3 separate regions of the Mus musculus genome follow, and all the other regions are linked to region 1. A link is a contact called in public promoter capture Hi-C data. All regions are on one chromosome and are shown on one strand. The core of a region is the stretch at or near the end of the contact, and the rest is flanking DNA. Distances in the headings are between cores, read along the strand shown.

The links. Promoter capture Hi-C pulls out the DNA fragments that hold promoters and counts their contacts.
Region 2: a promoter capture Hi-C map of neutrophils shows a contact between it and region 1, with 3 times the contacts expected there. The contact joins the promoter of Ddx58 here to the promoter of Kif24 in region 1. A contact is called at or near these places in 2 of 39 promoter capture datasets (neutrophils and pre-B cells).
Region 3: a contact with region 1 is called in a promoter capture Hi-C map of pre-B cells, with 2.2 times the contacts expected there. The contact joins the promoter of Pigo here to the promoter of Kif24 in region 1. A contact is called at or near these places in 6 of 39 promoter capture datasets (the 3T3-L1 cell line, the C10 cell line, embryonic stem cells and 3 more), 1 of 484 Hi-C or Micro-C datasets (B cells) and 1 of 115 datasets of contacts at active chromatin or transcription factors (stem cell-derived neural progenitor cells).

Annotation. Positions count from the first base shown.
Region 1 is chr4:41,462,835-41,467,081 of GRCm38.p6, reverse strand. It overlaps Kif24 (kinesin family member 24), which reads left to right and starts at 2,234. Exons shown (of 13, transcript NM_024241.2): 1 at 2,234-2,372. Nudt2 (nudix (nucleoside diphosphate linked moiety X)-type motif 2) reads right to left here and starts at 1,934. Exons shown (of 3, transcript NM_025539.2): 1 at 1,902-1,934.
Region 2 is chr4:40,237,291-40,241,491 of GRCm38.p6, reverse strand. It overlaps Ddx58 (DEAD/H box helicase 58), which reads left to right and starts at 1,667. Exons shown (of 18, transcript NM_172689.3): 1 at 1,667-1,901. The coding sequence starts at 1,796.
Region 3 is chr4:43,023,961-43,027,914 of GRCm38.p6, reverse strand. It overlaps Pigo (phosphatidylinositol glycan anchor biosynthesis, class O), which reads left to right and starts at 2,101. Exons shown (of 11, transcript NM_001305386.1): 1 at 2,101-2,135; 2 at 2,841-3,352. The coding sequence starts at 2,842. It overlaps Stoml2 (stomatin (Epb7.2)-like 2), which reads left to right. Exons shown (of 10, transcript NM_023231.2): 10 at 1-225.

The DNA.
Region 1 (4,247 bases), core at 985-3,484:
CTCAGGGTCCTGGGCTCTATAAGAAAGCAGGCAGAGCAGCCACAAGGAGCAAGCCAGTAAGCAGCACGCCTTCACAGTCCCTGCATCAGCTCCTGTCTCCAGATTCCTTCTGACAACGAACAGTGATAAGGATGAGTAAGCCAAACAAACCCTTTCTTCCTCAAGTTGCTCTGGGTCAGTTTCCTCACAGATGTTGTAACCCTGACTAAGACGAGCCACTTTCCCTGAATTTGGGTGCATTTACCTGTCTAATCACCCCCTTTCCTATCTGGTATTCCAAATATTTTCACCCTCTTTCAGTTCAAAACAGTACAAGATAGAAAAGTATACCTGACACTGCTGTGAAAGAAACTTAGCCACTCAGGTCAGGTTGTTACCTGAAAGACAGGTCCTCATTTGTAAAGTGACTCTAACGTGTATTTCTCATTGTTGAGAGTTTAAAGTATGTGTAGACAGACATGAATACATGCCAGTCACTCTTATCTTGTATTATAATAGGCCACCTGAATGCTTCTCTGTATTATACTGGCAGTCAACTCTTTCTAATAGTTGAATCAAGAATTTCCCCACCTCTGTGTCATAGTCCTGTCTCTCCTGGAACTCAGAGATCCTCCAGCCTCTGTTAGGAATAAAGACATGCACTATCATTTTTATATTTTTCAGGAAACAGCTGATAAACAGTGTTCACACTAAGTATTAGTAATTTTTAAAGATCAACAAGATTAATTCCCTTTAATATATTGTCAATTTTCTCTTTTGAATACTGTATTTCCTTATTAGTAAGAATTACATTTATTCTTTAACTGATTAGTGATTTACTTTTGTTTATGTCTTGTGTGTCTGCCAGTTGTGTGTGGTATGTGGGTGCCTGAAGAGTCCAGAAGAGGGCCATGGATGCCCTGGAGCAGGAGTTGGGAGGCTACTGTGAGCCACTTGGCATGGATGCTGGGAAATGAACTCAAATTTCTCTGGAAGAGAGGTTAAGGGCTCTTAACCACTGAACCATCTCTCCAGGCCCCCGAATCGCTCATTTTTGAGCTAAAAACGAGCACTCCATTAAAGTACATATGAAGCTGCACACATGCTGGCTACTGGATTTGTTCCTACTATGCTGGTGGTTCCTTTTTGACCTGAGAGGCTAGGCCTGGCCAAGCATTTTTTCCCAATAGTCTTTGCAACCCGTTGAAGCATTACTATTATTTTTCACAAAAGGAAAAAAAAAATAAAACTATGGTTCAGAAATATTTTTGAGTAGTTAATCAAATGCAGACACGTCCAATTTCTAACATCATTAAGCTTAATTGCCACTGGACATTAGAACATTTCTGCATTGGCAACTTGACTCTTCTCGATTTAAGCTGTTTCGCCTTTTTTTCTTAAGACGGGAATCTTGTGACTTTCTATCTCTGGGGGCTAAAGAGCACCTGTCACTCTTCCAAAAGATTGGGGTTCGGTTCCCCGGAACCTATACCAGGTGGCCCACACAACGTTTAACTCCAGCTCCTGGGATCCGACGCCTTCTGGATTCTGAGAGCATCTGCACGCACGTGGCGCGCATAGACAGACACAGACACACACACACACACACACAAGTAATAATTTTTACCAAACGTAAGATCTTTTGGAATGCAGGCAGGGTTTAATCGATAACTACAAAGCAAGCCTAGGGAGAAGATATGATTGGCCCGCTAAGTCCCAAAGGTGAATCTCTCTGCCTCTGGGATTCTTCCGACCCACGCCCTCACCACTGAACCTAGTCCTCTCTGGTGCACAGAGATAAACCGAGGTCCCGCGAGTGGATGGGGCCTGGCCTACACGCGCCTCACTGCCAGCTCCGTCCCCGCAGCAACAGGTCAGGAGCCCGCGACACTCCCCACGCCCCCCAGCCCCACAGCACTCACCCGTAGCCCAGAGGCAGGAGGCGGTCCTCGAACGGAGACGTAGCGCGCCAGCCAATCAGAAGAGCCCGGCTGCACTTCAGACGAGCCACAGAATTGGGCATCAGGCGCTTCCACCCGCCCCTGAGGCGTGGTTTTTTGGCTGGGACCGTCGCGAGATCTGCCTCAAGCTGAACCATTGGTGGAGAATGAACCGCCCCCTTCCCCTTCTGATTTCTGATTGGCCTTTTAGAGGAGAGGTGACAGGCTCTGTGAATGACCATTGGTCGGTGCTGCGGGACCGCGGGCGGGCGGGCGTCGGCGCGCGCGTTCGAACTGGCGCTTGTGGCGTTGCCATGGGGATGTGGCCTGGCGGACACCTAAGGCGGGTTGACCGGACGCTCTGCTAGCCCGGCCTTAGGGCTTTCTCCTCACCGCACTATTTCTTCGGTCCTCCCTGAAAACTGACTGAGGAGGAGCCGGGATTGCCCTGAGGTGAGAAACGGTGGCTTTAGCTTGAGCCCAGGCTCTGCGCCTGCGCGGGAGCGGGTGCTCCTGTCTGCGAGCGGCGCGAGCCGAGACCGGTATTTGCGGGGTAACTAGAACTTGGCTTCTCGGGTTCTTCGAGGGTTCTCGCGCTCTCTCACGTTTCATCTCCCTGTCTACCGCCTCTTCAGCAATTACCTCGACCACCACCAGCTTTGAGGCTTTTCTGAGTACCCCAAAGGCCTCTTGCCTTTGAGACACGCTCTTCAGAGCGCTTCGATTGGACTTTCGGTTGTTTTGTGAACTTCCGCAAACCTCATTCTCCTTTTTTCTCATATAATTTTGACCTCTGAGATAAGACAAGCCTTTCCACAGCGTCTTACGCATATTAGTTTTTTGTTTGTTTGTTTTGTTTTTTTAAGGAAATATTTGTTCAGTTGGCTTTCACTCACTACAAATAGATTCAGTTATCTTTCTGCCTTGTCCCATTCAAAGTCGATTTGGGGGCAGGTGGAAGAGAGAGGACACCCTAATCTCATATACAAGAGACAGAAAATTCAGCGTTGGCGTTCCCACGTTGGGGGCAGGAAGACCTGCTCAGTGTGGGTGGCAACATTCCCAAGGCAGGGAATTCTGAGCAGTAATAGAGTGGAGAAAGCAAGCTGACCGCTAGCATACATACATTACTTCATTATTTACTGCTTTTCTTTTTTTAAGTTTTTGTTTGTGTGGCTTTTGTTTGTTGGTTGGTTTTGAGACAAAGTTCTCAATCAGAGAGACGTGCTCTCTCCACATTGTAGTCTGGCCTACAAGTACCTCTTCTCAAACCCCTAAATGTATTTGCTTATAACAGGCCATTCTGTCCTTATATGCCCGAGGATTTCCTCTTGTTGTTTACTGACCACCAACTATCGTAACATTTTATCTGTGCTTTGGAAACTGAAATCAATTATTTGACTTTGAGTTTTTTTCACTTAACAGTGTGTGTGTATGTGTGTGTGTATATGTATATGTGTGTGTGTGTATGTATGTGTGTGTGTGAGCACTCAAGTGAAGGTCAGAGGACAACTTTGAGGAACTGGTTCTCATTTTCCATGTTTTTTAAGCAGCTTGTTTCTGCTGCTGCAGTGCATACTCCAGGATATTTCTATCTTACACACACACACACACACTTACTTCTCCCTAGGAGTGCTAGGGTTACACATGTGCAGTACCACATGTGACCTTTTATGTGGGTTCTAGGCATTGAATTTGAACCATTAGGCTTATTATAGGTTATGTGCATTTACCTACCAAGCCATTTCCTTGACCTTTATTTCAGGTGGTTGGTTGGTTGGTTGGTTGGTTTGTTTGTTTAATTTTATTTGTGTACTGGCTAGTTTTGTGTGTCAACTTGACACAGGCGCGAGTTATCACTGAGAAAGGAGCTTCAGTTGAGGAAATGCCTCCATGAGATCCAGCTGTACGGCATTTCCTGAATTGGTTATCAAGGGGGGAGGGCCCCTTGTGGGTGGTGCCATCTCTGGGCTGGCAGTCTTGGTTCTATAAGAGAGCAAGCTGAGCAAGCCAGGGGAAGCAAGCCAGTAAAGAACATCCCTCCATGGCCTCTGCATCAGCTCCTGCTTCCTGACCTGCTTGAGTTCTGGTCCTGACTTCCCTTGGTGATGTACAGCAGTGTGGAAAGTGTAAGCAAGCTGAATAAACCCTTCCCTCCCCAACTTGCTTCTTGGTCATGATGTTTTGTGCAGGAATAGAAACCCTGACTAAGACAATGTGTATGAATGTTTTGCCTGTATGTTTGTGTACCTTGTATGTGTGCAGTATGAAGGAAACCAAAAGAGGGTGTTGGATTCTCTACAGCTGTAGTTATAGACAGTTGTGAGA
Region 2 (4,201 bases), core at 418-2,917, 1.2 Mb after region 1:
CACACTTTATAATGAGAAACAAGTTTGGGGGACTCAATACTACCTGATTTCAAGATTTCATTTGCAATCTGCAGTAACCCAGGTGAAGTGGTTGGTACTGTTATAAATGTCAGGGAGTAGAAACAGTTGGAAGAGAGTCAGAAGCAGATCTACACACGTAAAGTCCGTTTTGTCTTTTTCTTTTTCCTGATAAAGGTCCCAAGGCTATCCAGAAACGGTAGGTTTTCAGCATATGTGAGAGTATACAATCAGAAGTCTGGAAAAAGTTGCTGTAGTTTTCGTGTTATATCGAAAAGTTAATTTGAAATAACTGTAGAACCAAGAGTAAAACTAAACGTATGATCACTCTAAAAGAAGCGTTGGATAACTTCCAGAGCTGGTGTGCTGGGTACTTTTAGGTCAATTTGACACAAGCTGAATTCATCATAGAGGAGGGGCCTTCAATTAAGGAAATCATAAGACTGGCCTGTAGGGCTTTTGTTGTTGTTGTTGTTGTTTTGCTTTTTTTTGTTGTTGTTGTTTTGTTTTTTTGAGACAGGGTTTCTCTGTATAGCCCTGGCTGTCCTGGAACTCACTATGTAGACCAAACTGGCCTCGAACTCAGAAATCCGCCTGCCTCTGGAGTGCTGGGATTAAAGGCGTGTGCCACCACACCCGGCTAGGGCATTTTCTTTAAATTTTTTTTTTCACTTTTTTTTTTAACGTATTCACTTTACATCCCACTCACTGTCCCCTCCCAGTCACTTCATGCCCCCTCCCCTACTCAGTCACTTCATGCCCCCTCCCCTACTCTGAGCGGTTGGAGGCCCCTTTGGGTATCAAACAAACACACACACACACACACACACACACACACACACACACACACACACACACACACTGGCATATCAAGTCTCTGTTAGGCTAGGCGCATCCTCTCCCACTGAGGTCAGACAAGACTGCCCAGCTAGAAGAACATATCCCACGGACAGGCAACAGCTTTTGGGACAGCCACGCTCCAGTTGTTTGGGACTCATAAAAGACTAAACTCACACCTGCTACAAAAGTGCAGGGAGGCCTAGGTCCAGCCTGTGTGTGCTCTTTGCTTAGTGGTGTCTCTGAGAGCCCTAAGGATCAAAGTTTGTTGACTCTGTTGGTCTTCCTGTGGAGTTCCTATCCCCTTCGTCCCCCTCCCCACCCTGCAATCTTTCCCTCAACTCTTCTTTAGGCCTGGTGGTGGTGGTGTGGTGGCATGGAGGAGGTGGTGGAGGGGGTGGGGGTCTTTAATCCCGGTTCTTGTGAGACCGAAGCAGGGACGATTTCGGAGCTCTGTGAGTTTGAGGCCAGCCTGGTCTATAGATCTAGTTCCAGGACAGTCAGAGCTACATAGAGAAACCCTGCCCCGAGGGGGGGGGGGCGCGGGGAATGGTTAAAGATTATTGCAGGACCCAGCTGATCTGTGGAAGAGGTAACGGGTGTTTATGTTTTTCGAAACTCATTGAACAATGCACTTCAATTGTGCGCACTTTAGAAATATAAAGCCACCACGCGAAAAGCTGCGCCCCAACTTAAAGGCAATTTCCAAGGTACTTCTGGGTCCTTGCGGTTCAGTGGCTGTCTAGGTTCAGAAACGAAACTGGATCCCCGCCCCGCCCCCCCGCCCCCCCCCTCCCCAGCGCCCTGAGGCAGTTTCGATTTCCTATGGCCAGCCGGCTAGGCAGCTTTTTCATCGGGACTCCTTGGAAAGTCCCCACTTCGTTCATCTCTGGCGGATTTGCGGGAGCCAGGGCGCTCATCGATCGCCTGGAGCCACAGAATGACAGCGGAGCAGCGGCAGAATCTGCAAGCATTCAGAGACTATATCAAGAAGATTCTGGACCCCACCTACATCCTCAGCTACATGAGTTCCTGGCTCGAGGATGGTGAGTGGTCCCCAACTGGGGCTCTCAGGCTCTCCACCTTAGCGAGGGGAAAACATCACTCAGATCAGAAACAATTGAAGGCTCTGCCCCCCCCCCTCCCCCGCGCTGTCCTTAAGTTAATTTGTGTAACCCGGTGTATGTGAGACTCCCAGGCCATATTAGAGTAGACAGCATAGGGATTTGATGGTCAGGAACAAAATTCCTGCAAGCTGTAGTAACTTGCATAAGGATGCCACTCTTTTCTTTCTTTCAATGCTGGGGAAATAGTTTGTTTCTCTTATTTACACCTTCTAGACTGCTGTGTGCCTCCCTTTGTCCTGTCATGAGAAACTGAGAAATCAGAATGCGCCCGCCCCTCCTTAGATTCCTGTACAGAGCAAAGAGCAAGGCTTTGGGCTCGGGCCAAAGGTGGAGGTGGGGGCCGCAGGAAGCAAGAGGACTGACTGACACGCACATTTCTGTCAAAGGATGTTGCTCACAGGAAGTCCGTGGAAGAAAACTTTCTCCAGACTCCGTGTGTTCAGAGTTTAACACAGTTGTTCATATCTAGCTTTGGGGATTTGATTGGTGGATAATAGACTCTTTGTAAATTGCACTGGGTGTTTCCACCTGAGCAAACAGACCTCCCCACCTCACCCCCACCCCCAGGGAGAAGGGAGAGGGCGTTTGAAGGGGTGACCGAGGGCGTGCGGCAGCTACTTTTCATTTTGCCAGTTAAAGCCTAGATGTCTTTCCTGGCGTTGGACGACGGTGGCAACTGCAGGTTAATTCTGACTCTCTTGAGTTCCGAAGCCTAACAGGCTATGCAGAGAGGAGTAAAAGAGCACTACCCAGGGCTACCCACATCCCGGTTGTGTTAGAGAGAAGCAGCAAAAAAGCCCTAATGATTGGGGGCGGGGTCTGAGGAGAGGAAACCCACCCAAGAGGTTTCTTAACACCAGGGTCACTTGCCTTTCAATCCTTTAATCTGATCTTTAGTCATTTACATTAGCATACAAAGTAACTAGTTTCAATACTGAAACAAAGTAACTAGTTTGTTCAGCCATTCCTGCCATTGCTCTTTGTTCTTATTTAATTGCCTCTTCTGTGGCTCTTCCACCCCCTTTACCTGTCCCTCTCTGGATGCCCTCCCCCCCAAATGGTACCCCGTTCTGCTTTCTTATAACATGAGGTTCATCACACTCCCTCCCTCCCTCCCTCCCCCATTTAAAGTATCATCCTTTCCTCTCAGGGTGCCTGTTTTAGTTTCATGAATTTTAGGGTTTTGGTTTTTTGTCTGTTTAGTTATGAGATTTTTTTAAAAATGTGGATTATGTTGAATTTGTAGATTGTTCTTGGTGCTAGAGGCCTTTTTATAGTATTATTTCCACCCATCTTGGGAGATCTTTCTGAAATCTTCCAGTGTCTTCAAGAATTTTTTTTTCCCACTGCCTTAGAAGTTTGCATTGTAGCTATCGTTCACCTCTTTGGTTAGGGTTTGTTGTTATTTGTTTGTTTGAGGCTATTGTGAATAGAACTCCCTCCTTCCCCCATATCTTTCTGGGCCAGGTTGTTCTTAGTATGTAAGTAAGCTACTGGTTTCTGTATGTTTATTTAGAACCCTGCCTCTTGGTTGACTTTTTATGAGGGCTGAGAGTTTGTGGTAGTCTTTGGGGGGTCTTTATAGGATTATATAAGAATCATTTGACTCATTCCTTTCCTATTTGTCTAACTTTTGTTTGTTTGTTTGTTTGTTTTTTTGAGACAGGGTTTCTCTGTATAGCCCTGGCAGTCCTGGAACTCACTTTGTAGACCAGGCTGGCCTCGAACTCAGAAATCTGCCTGCCTCTGCCTCCCGAGTGCTGGGATTAAAGGCGTGCACCACCACACCCGGCCATCATTTCCAAGTTAAAGATTTGATCTACATTAGACGCCGCCACGCAGAAAACCTTGAGACTTGGTGGAAAGGCCAAAGGCCATTAAAATAAATTTTCTTTTTTCTTTCTTCCATTCTTTCCTTTATTCCTTCCTTCCTTTCTTTTTGTTTTCTTTCTTTTCTTTTTCCTTTTTCCTGAGACAGGGTTTCTCTGTATAGCCCTGGCATCCTGGAACTCACTCTGTAGACCAGGCTGGCCTCGAACTCAGAAATCCACCAGCCTTTGCCTCCCAAGTGTTGGGATTAAAGGCATTCGCCACCACTGCCCAAATATTTTATTTATTTATTTATTTATTTATTTTTATATATGTGATGAGTACACTGGAAATTCCATCAAAAAGAGCAGGTTTGACTGGTGTCACTAGATTTACTATTGATAGGGATC
Region 3 (3,954 bases), core at 852-3,351, 1.6 Mb before region 1:
ACGCGTGACAAGGATTCACTTCATGTGAAGTGAAGTCATCCTGTCGTCAAGAGAAACCTCGGCTGTACGGGGATTGAGGCATGGTCTGCTGAACTGCCAGCTGCACAGTGGTGCAGGGGCTTGGGGACACACGGGAAAGGACAGCTTGCCCTTATGGTATGGCGGTCTTAAAGGGCAGAGGGTGTAGACTATTAAGCTATTAATAAACTAGGGTTTACAAAAGCAGTTGAGAGATGGCTGTGGTGATGCAGACTAACGGACTGTGAGATCAAGGCCAACTTTAAGTACTTAGTGGGACCCTGTCTCAAAGCAGCAATAACAGAACTGAACCCCAGAGGTGTCTGCTTTCACAGAATCCAAGTCAGGGTGGCAATACAAGGAAGCAGAGCGTGATAAAAAGTCATAAGCCAGGCTGGTAAGGTGGCTCTGTGAGTAAAAGCCTCCTGCAGTACAAGCCGAATGGCCTGAGTTGGATCCACTGTAAGTTCAAAGTGCTCTGGTGAACCGACAAGTTGAGAGTTCCAGGAAACCTCGCTGAAAATTATACTTGAGCTCAGACATGAAGGAGGAGAGAGAGACCCATTCAGATGCCCATTGGCAGAGCATACCTGGCTTATGAACACAAGAGCAAAGAAACTGCTGTGCTGTGGCTGAACGGTTACCAGAAGCAAAGCAGCAGCAACTAGATGTATTTAAAGGGGGAAGAGGGACTTACGTGTAAATTTGTAGGACCCCTATAGGTAGGTGCCACACATTTACTAAGAAGATAAAAGTTGTTTTTTCCTACTGAGATAAAACTCACATACCATACAGATAACCCACTTTTTTGTTTTCTAGAGCAAGGGTCACCGTGTGTAGCCCAGGCTGATTAAATGCATGTGACCTAACCTGCCTATACCTCCCGAGTGCTGCCATACTCTGCCAGCTTACTCATTTCATGTTTTCAAGACAGGGTTCTCAGTGCAGCCTTGGCTAGAACAAGCTCTGTGGACCAAGCTGGAACTCAGAGAGATCCGCCCGCCTCTGCCTTGAGAGTGATGCCTTCAGTGAGTGTTTGCCACCGCTGATTTTTAGGTGGTTACTGTTTTGAGACAGTGTCTCCTTTATCCCAGGCTGGCCCCAGAGGAGCTGTGGTGTCGAGGACGATCTTGGTGGTTAAGAGGATCCTGCCTCTGCCTCCCAAGTGCTGGCATCTCAGACGTGTGCAAGTGTACCAGGTTTTCTAGAATGCTAACTAAAAATCAGGCTGGGTTAGCCCAGGTTTTTGCGAATGCTAAGCAAACTCTGTCAATTGGGATTAAAGGTGTTTGCCACCACCACCTGTCATGTATAAGTTTTTATTTAGATGTATTTTTAAAGACAGGTTTTTTGGGTTTTGTTGTTTTTTTTTTTTGTTTGTTTGTTTGTTTGTTTGGTTGGTTGGTTGGTTTTTTGAGACAGGGTTTCTCTGTAGAGCCCTGGCTGTCCTGGAATTCACTTTGTAGACCAGGCTGACCTGGAACTCAGAAATCCGCCTGCTTCTGCCTCCCAAGTGCTGGGATTAAAGGCGTGCACCACCATTGCCCGGCTAGTTTATGTTTTTTGTTACTGTGAAAAAGTGCTCTTGACAAGAACATCTAAAGGAGCTAGTTACCAGACAGTTTTAGTTCATCACGGGAGGGAAGTCTCAGCAGTGAGAACTTGAAGCATGGGGCTGGGAAGATGGCTCAGTGATTAAGAGCATGTACTGCTCTTGCTGAAGACCAAAGTTTAGTTCCCAGCACTCAGACCTTGTGTTGAAAAACAACCAAAAATGGACAGTGAGTCTGGAGAGAGGGCTGAGTGGCTAAAAGCAATTGCAGCACAAAGTGCATTGTACAAACATACATATAATAAAATGCTCGGTGGTCCCTGGGCTTTTCTTCTTTCATGCTTCTGTACACACCCAGTCATCATCCCCCTCTCTTAGACCTTGCCCTCATTTATGAATTACTGAACCTCCTATCAAAGTTTTCAGCCCCACGTTTCTTGTCGAACTTCCCTGCTGGTGCCGGCAGGCGGCGACAAATCTCCTGGTAGGGCGCTCTGTCAGGCTTGCACACCTCTGTGGTGCCAGACAGCGAGCCCTGCCGCTGCACTTCCGGGCGCGGATCCAGGTGAGCCAAGGTCTCCCTGTTACCTCTGTTACTGTCACCCCTAGGACGGGTGTCTCAGCTTACTGCCGGGGTGCCCAGTATCAGAGGGAGCATGTCCAGGTGTTGGCCGGGTTCCCACCGGAGGAGACAGAGCTGCCGGGACTTCTGGATCCCAGCTTAGCTCAATGGGCTTTATACCGGGCTTCCTGGGGACGTCGTTCCTTCGGTTTTTTCTTGAGCCTGGCCGCCCGGAAGCGGAGCAAGACTCCTCCCCGTCGTTTCCTCGGTTCCCGCCAGGCGGCGCCGTTTACTCAATCCAGTTAATCCGTGTGGTTTCTGTCTATTGCCACCCTGGAAATGTTGAGTTAGTCCGAAGAGAGCCATTGAAATGGACTGTCAGAGAACAATCTACCTACCATTTGGAATAGTCTTCCTCCTAGACTGTGGTTTGACAGCATTAGATCTCCCGGTTGGATATGCACAGGCTCCCGTGCTCACCCCCAGAACCTGAATCGGTAGGTGTAGCCTGGGCGTCAGGTTGAGATCCAAGGTCTCAGCCTCTCACCGTCAGATGGTATGACTGGTAGAAACAGCTGCAACGAGTTAGCTATGGTTTGTTTACGTCCTGAAGTTTATAGCAGTACGTGATTGTTGTTGGGCATTGTTTTGAGAGCCAAAACGTCCATGGTTTCTTCGCACCCCAATGAACATTCTCTTCTCTCCCAGGATGCGGAAGGTGTCTGTGCTCCTCTTCTTAGCCTGGGTCTGTTTTCTTTTCTACGCTGGCATTGCACTCTTCACCAGTGGCTTCCTTCTCACTCGTCTGGAGCTCACCAATCAAAGCAGCTGCCAAGAGCTCCCAGGCCCTGGTCCCTTGCCGTGGGGAAGTCATGGAAAGCCTGGGGCTTGCTGGATGCCTTCCCGCTTCTCCAGGGTGGTTTTGGTACTGATAGACGCTCTGCGGTTTGACTTTGCCCAGCCTCAGCGCTCGCATGTGCCTGGGGAACCTCCTGTCTCCGTGCCTTTTCTGGGAAAATTAGGTTCCTTGCAGAGGATCCTAGAGAGTCAACCCCACCATGGCCGGCTGTACCGATCTCAGGTGGACCCCCCCACGACCACCATGCAGCGTCTAAAGGCTCTCACCACTGGCTCGCTGCCGACTTTCATTGATGCTGGCAGTAACTTTGCCAGCCATGCTATAGTGGAAGATAATGTCATCCAACAGCTCAACAGTGCAGGTCAGTATGTGCCTCTGGGGACTATAGAAGCTGGGGAGCCAGGACTTCAGGTACCCAGCCGTATATTTGGCTATGGTGTAGGGAAACAGAGAGTAGAAATAGATGGGATCTTGTGTGTAGAAAGGCCCAGAGATTTTTGTCCTCAATGAAGCTTCTAATCTGCACAAAATGTTTGTTTGTAACTCGTGGGAGCATCCGATTAAGGAAGAAATGAAGATAGGAATTTGCAAGGATGGAGAAAAAAGGGTAGAGGGATCCAAGTTATGTTCACTCACTGCTTATGAAGAGAGCAGGTCAAGGGCACTGCATTGCGCATGTGTCTTTAATCCCAGCACTCAAGAGGCAGAGGCAAGAGGATCTCTGAGTTCCAGATGAGCCTGGTCTGTAGAGTAAGACCTGTCTCAAAACAGGATGTGTGGTTGGGATAGTACTCTCAAGAGTGTGCTCGTGCGTGCGCACGCACACACACACACACAGCGTATGGATGTGACATGGTACACTTATGGAGGTGAGAAGACAACTTTGGAAGTTGATTTTCTCCTTCTACCCTGTGGGTTCTGAGTATTGAACTCAAGTGGTCCGGATTGGTGGCAAGCTCTTTG